2 separate regions of the Mus musculus genome follow, and region 2 is linked to region 1. A link is a contact called in public Hi-C data. All regions are on one chromosome and are shown on one strand. Each heading gives the region's core, a stretch centred on a gene start, on an enhancer-like site or on the middle of the called end of the contact. The rest is flanking DNA. Distances are from core to core; before and after follow the strand shown. Region 1 has its middle 68 kb from the start of Gm16311. Region 2 has its middle 27 kb from the start of Dab2.

Evidence for each region. A called contact is a pair of places that touch in the nucleus more often than the background predicts.
Region 2: a contact with region 1 is called in a Hi-C map of bone marrow-derived macrophages, with 29 read pairs. The contact joins two enhancer-like sites. A contact is called at or near these places in 6 of 484 Hi-C or Micro-C datasets (the AML12 cell line, bone marrow-derived macrophages, cortical neurons and 2 more), 1 of 115 datasets of contacts at active chromatin or transcription factors (extraembryonic endoderm stem cells) and 1 of 9 other capture datasets (bone marrow-derived macrophages).

What each region holds. Positions count from the first base shown.
Region 1 is chr15:6,239,225-6,244,158 of GRCm38.p6, reverse strand. No RefSeq gene overlaps it. Among named protein-coding and RNA genes, the nearest start is that of Gm16311, 68 kb to the left of the region's middle. Within about 2 kb of position 1,883, at least 7 of the 459 cell types and tissues checked have an H3K27ac peak or open chromatin away from gene starts, as enhancers often do. A contact at or near this core is called in bone marrow-derived macrophages, where this site is marked.
Region 2 is chr15:6,357,602-6,362,535 of GRCm38.p6, reverse strand. It overlaps a transcript of Dab2 not described here. Among named protein-coding and RNA genes, the nearest start is that of Dab2, 27 kb to the left of the region's middle. Within about 2 kb of position 2,200, at least 1 of the 459 cell types and tissues checked has an H3K27ac peak or open chromatin away from gene starts, as enhancers often do. A contact at or near this core is called in bone marrow-derived macrophages, where this site is marked.

The sequences.
Region 1 (4,934 bases), core at 634-3,133:
ACTAACTATAAACAGTCAAATCATTTTCCATCGAAGCTCAACTTCCATCGAAGCTCCAAGCAATGTGACGAGTATGTGACATGTAGTATCATGTACAGTCTCCACAATGGTCAAGAAGGCATTTTGGCAATCCCATTTTTTCTCACTGTAGGCTAGGTACCTCTCATAAATGCAGTTTATATATAACAACACATAGTTTGGAATTCAGTCCTGTGTGGTGATGTCTAAACCTGGGCATTTAACACAATGGCTCCACGGTGTAGAAGGGACTCCCACAATAGTAGAATCCATTTCTGAGGTGACAATAGAGTAGAGAGTTCCAGGGAAATGCAGAAGGCCTAGGTAGCATTCTCTGCACTTGGCATGGTTTAGCACACCATCTTCTCAGAGGAGAGCCCAAAGCTGGCATGTTGAGTAAGAGATGGATCCGTCTGCACTGAGACACCTGAGAGAATATCATTGAGTTTAGCCACACCCATACATTTTATTTCAAAAATAATTGAATAAGTCTGTACTGGCTAGTTTTGTGCCAACTTGACACAGCTGGAGTTATCACAGAGAAAGGAGCTTCAGTTGAGGAAATGCCTCCATGAGATCCAACTGTAAGGCATTTTCTCAATTAGTGATCAAGGGGGAAAGGCCCCTTGTAGGTGGGACCATCTCTGGGCTGGTAGTCTTGGGTTCTATAAGAGAGCAGGCTGAGCAAGCCAGGGGAAGCAAGCCAGTAAAGAACATCCCTCCATGGCCTCTGCATCAGCTCCTGCTTCCTGACCTGTTTGAGTTCCAGTCCTGACTTCCTTGGTGATGAACAGCAATGTGGAAGTGTAAGCTGAATAAACCCTTTCCTCCCCAACTGCTTCTTGGTCATGATGTTTGTGCAGGAATAGAAGCCTGACTAAGACAAAGTCCAAGATCAGAGGTATCTAATTTCTCTGTTGTTATTATTGTTGTTGTTTGAGATGGGATCTCATGCAGGTCAAGCTTGCCTCAAACCATTCTATGGCTGAGGATGGCTTTGAACTCTTGGTTCTCCTGCCTCTATCTCCCAAGTGCAGGGATGACTGGCATGTGTCACCATCAATGGTGACACTTTATTTTTCATTAGAAAACATCCAGCCACACACCGAGGAGCCAGGACATCCCTGTCAGTGTGCAGGGAACATTCTAACTCTCTGAGAATAAGGCAAAAAGACACACACTATGCCACAAAGTTACCACAATCCTCAGCATGGGACTAAAAAAAAAAGTAAGAATTTAATTATTTCCCTTTTCCTTCATACTTTCTGGATGTGTACGCAGTTTACACGATCCCTTGGCTAAGATGACATAAACCTGTAAACTGGCAATGGAAGTGCACACCTGTGATTCCAGCTCCCCAAGGGACTGAGGCAAATGGACCACAGACTTGATAGCGTTTCATCTAAGAATATACGGGATACTATCACATGTTTCTATGAGGCATCAGTCTAATCTTTACCAGAGGAGAAGGCCATATTGTCTCAATCACTTCTTTTTGATGTTGTGTTCAAGGAAGTGCACGTAAGAGATGATATCGAGCAGCCCAAAAATACTTCATGAACTCCTCGTATTCTGTAGGATGTTTGCTCCCTCAGCTGACCATCTGATTGGCAGTTGGAAGGCTTGCCACCATATTCTATTGTTGTGGCTGTTTATTCTCACATTCCATTAAGCATAACCGAAGAGAGCGTTATTTAAGTGAATATAGTCATCTATTTCCACTGAACTATGGCCTTAAAGAAACACACACACACACACACACACACACACTCACACACAATCTCTCCACTTCCTTTGGGAAGACATGTGACTAACTGCTTTCTCAGCAAGCCACTTTTCCTGAATCTGAGTTATTTCCTTTCCTACAGAGAAAAGTTGCTGCCATCACTTCCACCGCTTTTGTAATGGCCTTTTGTGTGTACCGTATATTCCTTAAGAGAGGAGTTTTTTAAAAAAATGTCTCTTCCTTTTTTCTTATTTAGGCAAGAATTGTTTACTCTAAAGGAAAAAAAATGTAATGTTTTCAAAAATCTGCATTTGTGGAGATTTCTGGTACAAGAGAGTTCTCTTTAAAAGGTCCTTTAAACAAGCGTTTTAAAAATCTAAACGTAAGAGAAACACACTCTAAGCCCAACATCACCCGAGTATTCAGCAACTTCCTTATCTCCTGGGCTCTTCTTCAGCTTGATTTTTGATCAACCTTTCTCTAATGGTTAACTTTGAAGTTTGTCCGGCTGCCTTGTTATCCTGTCCTGATAGGCTTTGTACCAGGCTATCCTGATAGGCTTTGTACCAGGCTATCCTGATAGGCTTTGTACCAGGCTATCCTGATTGATAGGCTTTGTACCAGGCTATCTTGATTTTATTCCTCAGCTACCCCATCTCTCAGCTGTCTTTGTTAGGCCCTCTTTGGATCCTCTAACTGACATGTTCTTTTCTCTCTGTCATCTTTCTCCATGGGTAACTGGACAGTCCCCACATGTCCTCGCTGACCTTCCAGACTCATCTATCTGGTCACCCGCTGTTGTTCTCACATTCAGCCTGACTGGGCTGCTCTGAACTCCAGTCTCATGCCTCCTACAAAGATCTTAAATGTCCCCTAAAGTCAACGTGACCTAAGTGAAGTCAACCATTTCTGCTTTCCTCGCTTATTTCCAGACACGAACATCCAATGACAAGACATTGGGTCACCATGCCTTCATTTTCTTGTCTGACATCCCACATGTGTATTCCCCTGATCCCATTCAATTGCTCTCACCAGCTCTCTTTCTAATTATGCCTGAGTGATTATCTGGCTGCCTAGTTTCTTACCTGGGCTACGCATAGATCTAAACACAAGAGAAACACAGTCTAATCAAGCCCAACTTCACCCAAGTATTTAGCAACTTCCTTATGTCCTGGGCTCTTTTTCAGCTTGTTTTCTGATCATCCTCAATAACAAGAAAACACCCAATGTTTATTTCATCTGTTCATTCTAACCAAGAGATTATGTAGAATGTGTACAAATGCAAAAAAAAAAAAGTGACAGAAAGGGGAAATAATTAAATTTTCATGCCAGAGATTTATTATAAAACAACAAGAAAAAAGATGCTCATTGTCAGCTATTGGATGGAACTCAGGGTCCCCAATGGAGGAGCTAGAGAAAGTACCCAAGGAGCTGAAGGGGTCTGCAACCCTATAGGTGGAACAATATGAACTAACCAGTACCCCCGGAGCTCGTATCTCTGGCTGCATATGTAGCAGAAGATGGCCTAGTCAGCCATCATTGGGAAGAGAGGAGCCTTGGTCTTGCAAAGTTTATATGCCCCAGTAGAGGGGAATACCAGGGCCAAGAAGTGGGAGTGGGTGGGTAGGGGAGCAGGGTGGGAGGGGGGTATAGGGGACTTTCAGGATAGCATTTGAAATGAAAATGAAGAAAATATCTAATAAAAAGTTGAAAAAAAATAAAGAAACCACCCATGAAGTATTCATTTGACTTGAAGCCTTTGATATATCCCCATTTCAAATAAAGACTCCAAACTCCCTCATATATCCAGCTGCTGTTGCTTTGCCATGGCCCAGATTCCACATCCTTACCTACCACTGCAAAGGCACACACACTAACTTTGAGATGACCTTTGCAAGTGTTTTCTTGCACACACTGTTATTATCTCTACTTGAAATTATTCCCTTTTTTCCCCTGCCTAATAATTGCTGTTCCCCACAACCCCAAAGTTAGCTCAAATAATCCACCTGCAGCTCTGAGTTCGTGTTATCAGTTCTTGCACTAAAGCTCTCCCACTGGCCCTACCTATGCATTAGCAGTATGGGCTTTGGATTTTAAATGCTAAATAGTAAAAAGTAGTGTTTAGAAGGCAGGGGATGTCTTCTTGTTTGGCTTGTGGCAGGCCTTTGCTTGCTATTTGCTGACCACACTGAACTAATGCAAGTCTTAACCGCGGAGGAAGCGATTTCAAGTACCAGCTCTACGCGTAACGGCTACGTTTTCTCCCTTCCAAAGAACTTTATCTGCCTTCACCCTTTTCATACATAACTGGAGAGTCTTCTGAAGTTTATGATTCAGACCGGAAGCAAGGGCAGTGAATATGCAGTGCCTGAATTGAGAGTCTGAGGAGTCTGTCAAAGATGAGCTAGTAGTGAGGCATTGGCCAGCTCTTACCTGCCTTATTCTTTATACAACATTATTGAGCACAAGACAAAAGAGGTCAGGTCCAGGAGCTACAGAATACTGTGTGCACACAGTCAAAGGCAATTTCTCTCTTTCCCAGAGGGAAGAAAAATGGGGGTACCCAGCCTTCCTCTCTACAATCTCTTGTGGAAGAGTACTCAGAGAACTGTTCCCTTACTCTTGATCTAATTTAGTCAGTTGCTGAGGAAAGACTACAGGTTTGCCTGCGTGTCACGGCAACAGAGGAGATCACTTTTGGAGAAAGAAGGGATGCAAGAAGCAGCAGTCACTCAGTTTAAAGCCAAAACTGGGGATTCCTGGGGTTTAACAGGATGCTACTTAGCACGTAAGTGAGTTTGCTCAATTGCCTTACCAAGATGGGGTTCCAGCTGCAAGAAGATATGGAATGCACGTGCCCAGAATTAGGACTTGAGTGGTTTGGAGATGTGAAATCAGATTTTCCAAATCACTAGGCCTAAAAGACTCAGCTCTGCTCTTCAGAGAGAGTAGAAGTCAGGGGACCTGATTCTCAGAGAGCATCAATAGCTAGCCTATGTTAGCAAATAAGTAGCAAGATTACAGGCCCCCAACAGCTACCACAGGGAGATGGAGAAAGACACAGAGATAAATGGATAGAGTGCAAGGAAGGAGAGAGAGGAAGGAGAAAGAGAAACTTTGATAGCAGCAGATGAATATGACATCTCTTTCTATTTTCTTTCTGTCTGGCCCCTCAGCTCCTGCCTCTTGA
Region 2 (4,934 bases), core at 951-3,450, 120 kb before region 1:
AAAGTATGAAGTACCCAAAGGGTAGAGGGAATACATCAAACCCATTCCAGAAGAATTCCTAGAGCTATGCGCATCACAGAAATGATTTGTATAGTTCGACATCACTTTCCTTCTAACACCATTCTTCTCAGGTACAGAAAGCCACAGCCAGGAAGATGCTCCCAATAGAAGAGGTAAGAGGATTACATTTGCATTTTACATTAGAATATATCATACCTTTGATGACAGCCATAGAATTTTTATTTGAGATAAGATCTCACTACATAGCTAGCCCAGACTGGCTTCAAGCTTACCATCTTTGTGTCTCAGGTTCCCAAGGCCTGAGATATGGTTGTGGTCCTCTATGCCCTCTGCATAGATTTTTCTTTGGTATCTTTTGGTCCTTAGTGGTACATAAAAATAGTGATGTCTTTCAGAACTAAGAGAGTCTTAGACTCGGTGGACCATGGCCCATGTTAACTAAACAGATATAACATCTATACTATCTGAAGGGAACAGAATGGAACTGGAGTTCGGGGTGAGAATTGTACTAAGTGTGGAGGGCAAAAACCCTAAGAGTGATGGGTGCTTTCAACTTTTCCTTTGGCTAGGAGATAAAGGGGGGGCATTCCTGAAGGAAGGATGAGAACAGTGTAGACAATTCCTACTCTCTTTTCTAAATGAGCAAGGCAGGTTGCAGATGCCTAAGCCCCCTTGTTTTACCAGACTGACCCAGTTTATGATAAAGTTGAAATGCAAAAGCTACTTGGACCCAGTGTTTAGTTGTATTAACATGACACATCTTAACAAACCTTCAGAAACCACCATGCTAGAAGGAGGAAAAATACTGAGAAGAGAAATCCAGGACTCTTGTTTCAGGATGTGTCCCCAGTCAGTTAAGAAAACTTAGAAACTAGAAGCCCTAGATGTTCTTATAGGCCACAATGCCAAAACCAAAACCCAAACTAGTCATTGTTGGGTAAAAGCCCTGATTTTGCAAAAACCTAGTTGCAAACCAGCCAAGGCTGGTACAGTCACGTAAGGGTCAATACTCACATTTTATTTATTTGCTTTTTTTGTTTGTTTGTTTTTGGTTTTGAACTACAGAATGCTCAGTTTAAAGGAAAAGAAACTTCTGGTGGCTATTAGAGAGAGCAGGTTGTAGCAACCTTACATGCTCAACTGTATTTAAAAGTACTCCTTTTGACAATTCATGAGAAAACCCAGAGTGAGTAGCTGCAGAGAAAAGCGCATCTGTTCATAGCTTCTACAGGAGACACAGCCATGAGCAGAAAGCTCAGGCCCTAAACAGAATTTAACTGATATTCTGACTGCACGTGTTTCTCTGCTCAGACCTCTTTTATTAAGAGCTCAAACTTTAATTTGTTGTTTTTTTATGCTGAGGATTATGAATTTTAATTTTCTTAATCTAGAATTTTCTCTGGGCTTATTAAGTTCTAAGTGGACAGCCACGAGAGACTCTACTAAAAAAAAATCATAAAAACTGGAGCGTAAACAAGCAACCTGAAAAATATGGATTCTATTAATGTCTGAGCGATAATCCCTTCTAATGCAGAGTAAACTGATCTTTGAGATTAAACTGCTCAGTCCCAGGAACTGAACCAGGAGTTTCCTCCTAAGAGAAGCCCATCTAAGTACCCAGGAAAGAAATCTCTTGTTGCTTTGACCAGAGATGTGTTGTTAATATATAAACAAATTGTTAATGCGAGCTTTTTAAAATTCCTTTTGTGGTGTTGAGGATCAAGCCCAGGGCTTTGCACGTGCTAGGCATAAACGTTACCTCTGAACTTGCAGGCATTTTTCTAACGGGCTATTTTAAATCCAATGTGTGTTCTGTCTCTACTACTACCGTACTGGTGGAGCTCTCACTGTAGTGATGAGCCTTTTTTATCCTTCACCGTGAATTTTTTTTATAAGCTTTTATTTATTTTTATTTTTATTTTTGGTTTTTGGTTTTCCGAGACAGTTTCTCTGTATAGTCCTGGCTGTCCTGGAACTCACTCTGTAGACCAGGCTGGCCTCAAACTCAGAAATTGGCCTGCCTCTGCCTCCCAAGTGCTGGGATTAAAGGCATGCGCCACCACGCCCAGCTTTATAAGCTTTTATTATCAGAGAAGTTTGCTTTAAACCAGGGAGAGAAAAATAGGAAGGCTCTCATTTATAACAGGACAGCAAGAAACGGGATACATCTGGACCTTCCTCATTTCTAAGCCGCCCGGTTATACAATTGCATAAGAAATGCTGCTGATACCCACATCGGTCGGTTTAATTATGACTTTATCTTTAACACATACTGTTTGATATTTTGACTCTGGATGATGCTAAGTCCAGGTGATTCACAGCTGCCCTTTCCATCAGAATAGCACGCCAGAGAATTTCCAGACAGTTGGGTTGTTGTTTTGACCGGTTCTGGAGAGCATTGTATGAATTGATGCTTCATGCATACATCAGGAATCTACAAATGGAGTGTTGCATGCACACAGATGGGCACTGTAGCTGTTAACTAACCTATTGGTTTAGTGAAGGGTGTGTTTCATGAAGGAATGACAGAATGACATACATTATTAATGTCTTTCAAACTGTGTAGCAAAATCTTGCAGTGTTACTGTGAGTTAAACAAATTGTCATGATTTTATGGAGTCCTTTTGACACACAGAACCCATACCTCTATTGAGGCAGCATAAGAAATGTAAATTCTTACCAGAGTCCTTGGACAGCATTCTCACAAAGTATCCCTTGTTATTTTCAAGGCTTTCCATTTTTATTTATACATAGAATAATTTTTTTTTGAAAAACTATTCTCAGGAGAATTTTTTTAAAAGATATTCTGGAAATAAGACTTGCGCCTTTAAAGAAAGGTTGCAGAGTTTATGGTTACATGGAATATTTTTCTTAGAAAAGTGGGAGCTAAATTGCATAATTGTATTTTCTGGTGACAAACAGTTTCACAAACCAGCATCAGTGAGAATGCAGACGCTCCAGTTCCTTTTAATACGCATGTCCAGAGGGTTAGGAATGTAAGGGTGTATGAACCTGTGCGCACATGTGTGCGGAGGCTAGAAAACAACCTTGTTCATCCCCAGAAATAGTCAACTGTCTTTATGACAGGGTCTCTCTGGGCTGGAAGGATGGCTGAAATCTCTCATGGGCCAGAGCATACCAATTATGCCAGAGTGGCTGGCCAGGAAACTCAGGGATCCTTTCCTAAGTGCTGGGATTACAAGTGTGTGCCACGACCCTTGACAGCAGTCCATGGATGCTGGAGATCAGACTGAAGTCCCCGGTCACCTTTCCAGTATACACTGGACGCATATCCCAAAATGCTCTTCACTTGGCTTTGTTATTTAAGTTTTAATTAACGTAGCTTAAGCCTTTCGTCTTGATCCATAGAAGTATTTTGTTATTTTCAGTGACTAATAATAAGCCTTTCTTTCCCCACATGAGCTTTAGCGTTTTCTTTTTTAATTTATTCCATTTTTGATAGTGCAAACATCTCTGCGGTGGCCAATATGGGTGACAGCTTTCGTGAGCACATACCAATATGTGTATATAATAGGTTCTGCAATAGGGGTACCAAGACCAAGGATATATACGATTTAAAACATGATAGTTCTTGGCAAGTTGTCTCCCACCAAGGTAATTTTAGCTTATGTTCTTGTGTGTGTGCGTGCGTGTGTGTGTGTGTGTGTGTGTGTGTGTGTGTGTGTGTGTGCGTACACTTGTGTGCATACCAGAGAACGACCTCAGGTGTCATTTCTCAGATGATGGCCATCCTTTGGTCAACACACACTCTTGCACTGGCTCGCAGCTTGCCATACAAGGCTAGATTGCCAGGCCGTTGAGCTCTAGGGTGACCCTAGAGACAGGGGTCTGCTTGTATTCACCTCCACATTGCTGGGAGGTGTGCTCATGTGTACCCATGCCTGGCTTTTTACATTGAATGTTGAGGATAGGACCAAGGTCATCATGCTTTCAAGACAAGCGAGTTGCTGACTGAGCCGTCTCCTCAGCTCAGCCCCTGATGCAGCTGACAGTTGGATTTACAAAGGAGGACAGGCTAGAGCTAGCAGGATTTCACTGCCCCTGAGTGGTAGGGAGGGAACCCCCGAGCTTTGCACATACTAGGCAGGTGTTACACGACTAAGCCATGCCCTAGATCTTGGTAGCACACTGGTATTTCTTAAACTTAGAGATGGCATGTATAGGTTCTTATCTCTTTTTGCTTATGTTTCATTTTTGTACATAGTAGCCAGGTTTTTAATGGCTTGTCATTATTTTTTTATTAGGTATTTTCCTCATTTACATTTCCAATGCTATCCCAAAAGTCCCCCATACCCTCCCCCCCCCCACTCCCCTACCCAACCACTCCCACTTTTTGGCCCTGGCGTTCCCCTGTACTGGGGCATATAAAGTTTGCCTGTCCAATGGGCCTCTCTTACCAGTGATGGCCGACTAGGCCATCTTTTGATACATATGCATCTAGAGTCAAGAGCTCTGGGGTACTGGTTAGTTCATAATGTTGTTCCACCTATAGGGTTGCAGACCCCTTTAGCTCCTTGGGTACTTTCTCTAGCTCCTCCATTGGGGGCCCTGTGATCCATCCAATAGCTGACTGTGAGCATCCACTTCTGTGTTTGCTAGGCCCCGGCATAGTCTCACATGAGACAGCTATATCAGGGTCCTTTCAGCAAAATCTTGCTAGTGTATGCAATGGTGTCAGCGTTTGAAGGCTGATTATGGGATGGATCAACTTTGTCTCTCTCTCTCTGTGTCTCTCCTCACCCCCAGTGTGTGTGTGTGTGTATGTGTGTGTGTGTGTGTGTATAATGGTCAGCAATCTGCCTTTATCATTTTCCACCCTTTTCTTTTTAGACAGTCCCTGCCTGAACCCTGACCTCACTGATTGACTGGCCCCGGGGCCAGTGAGCTCCAGG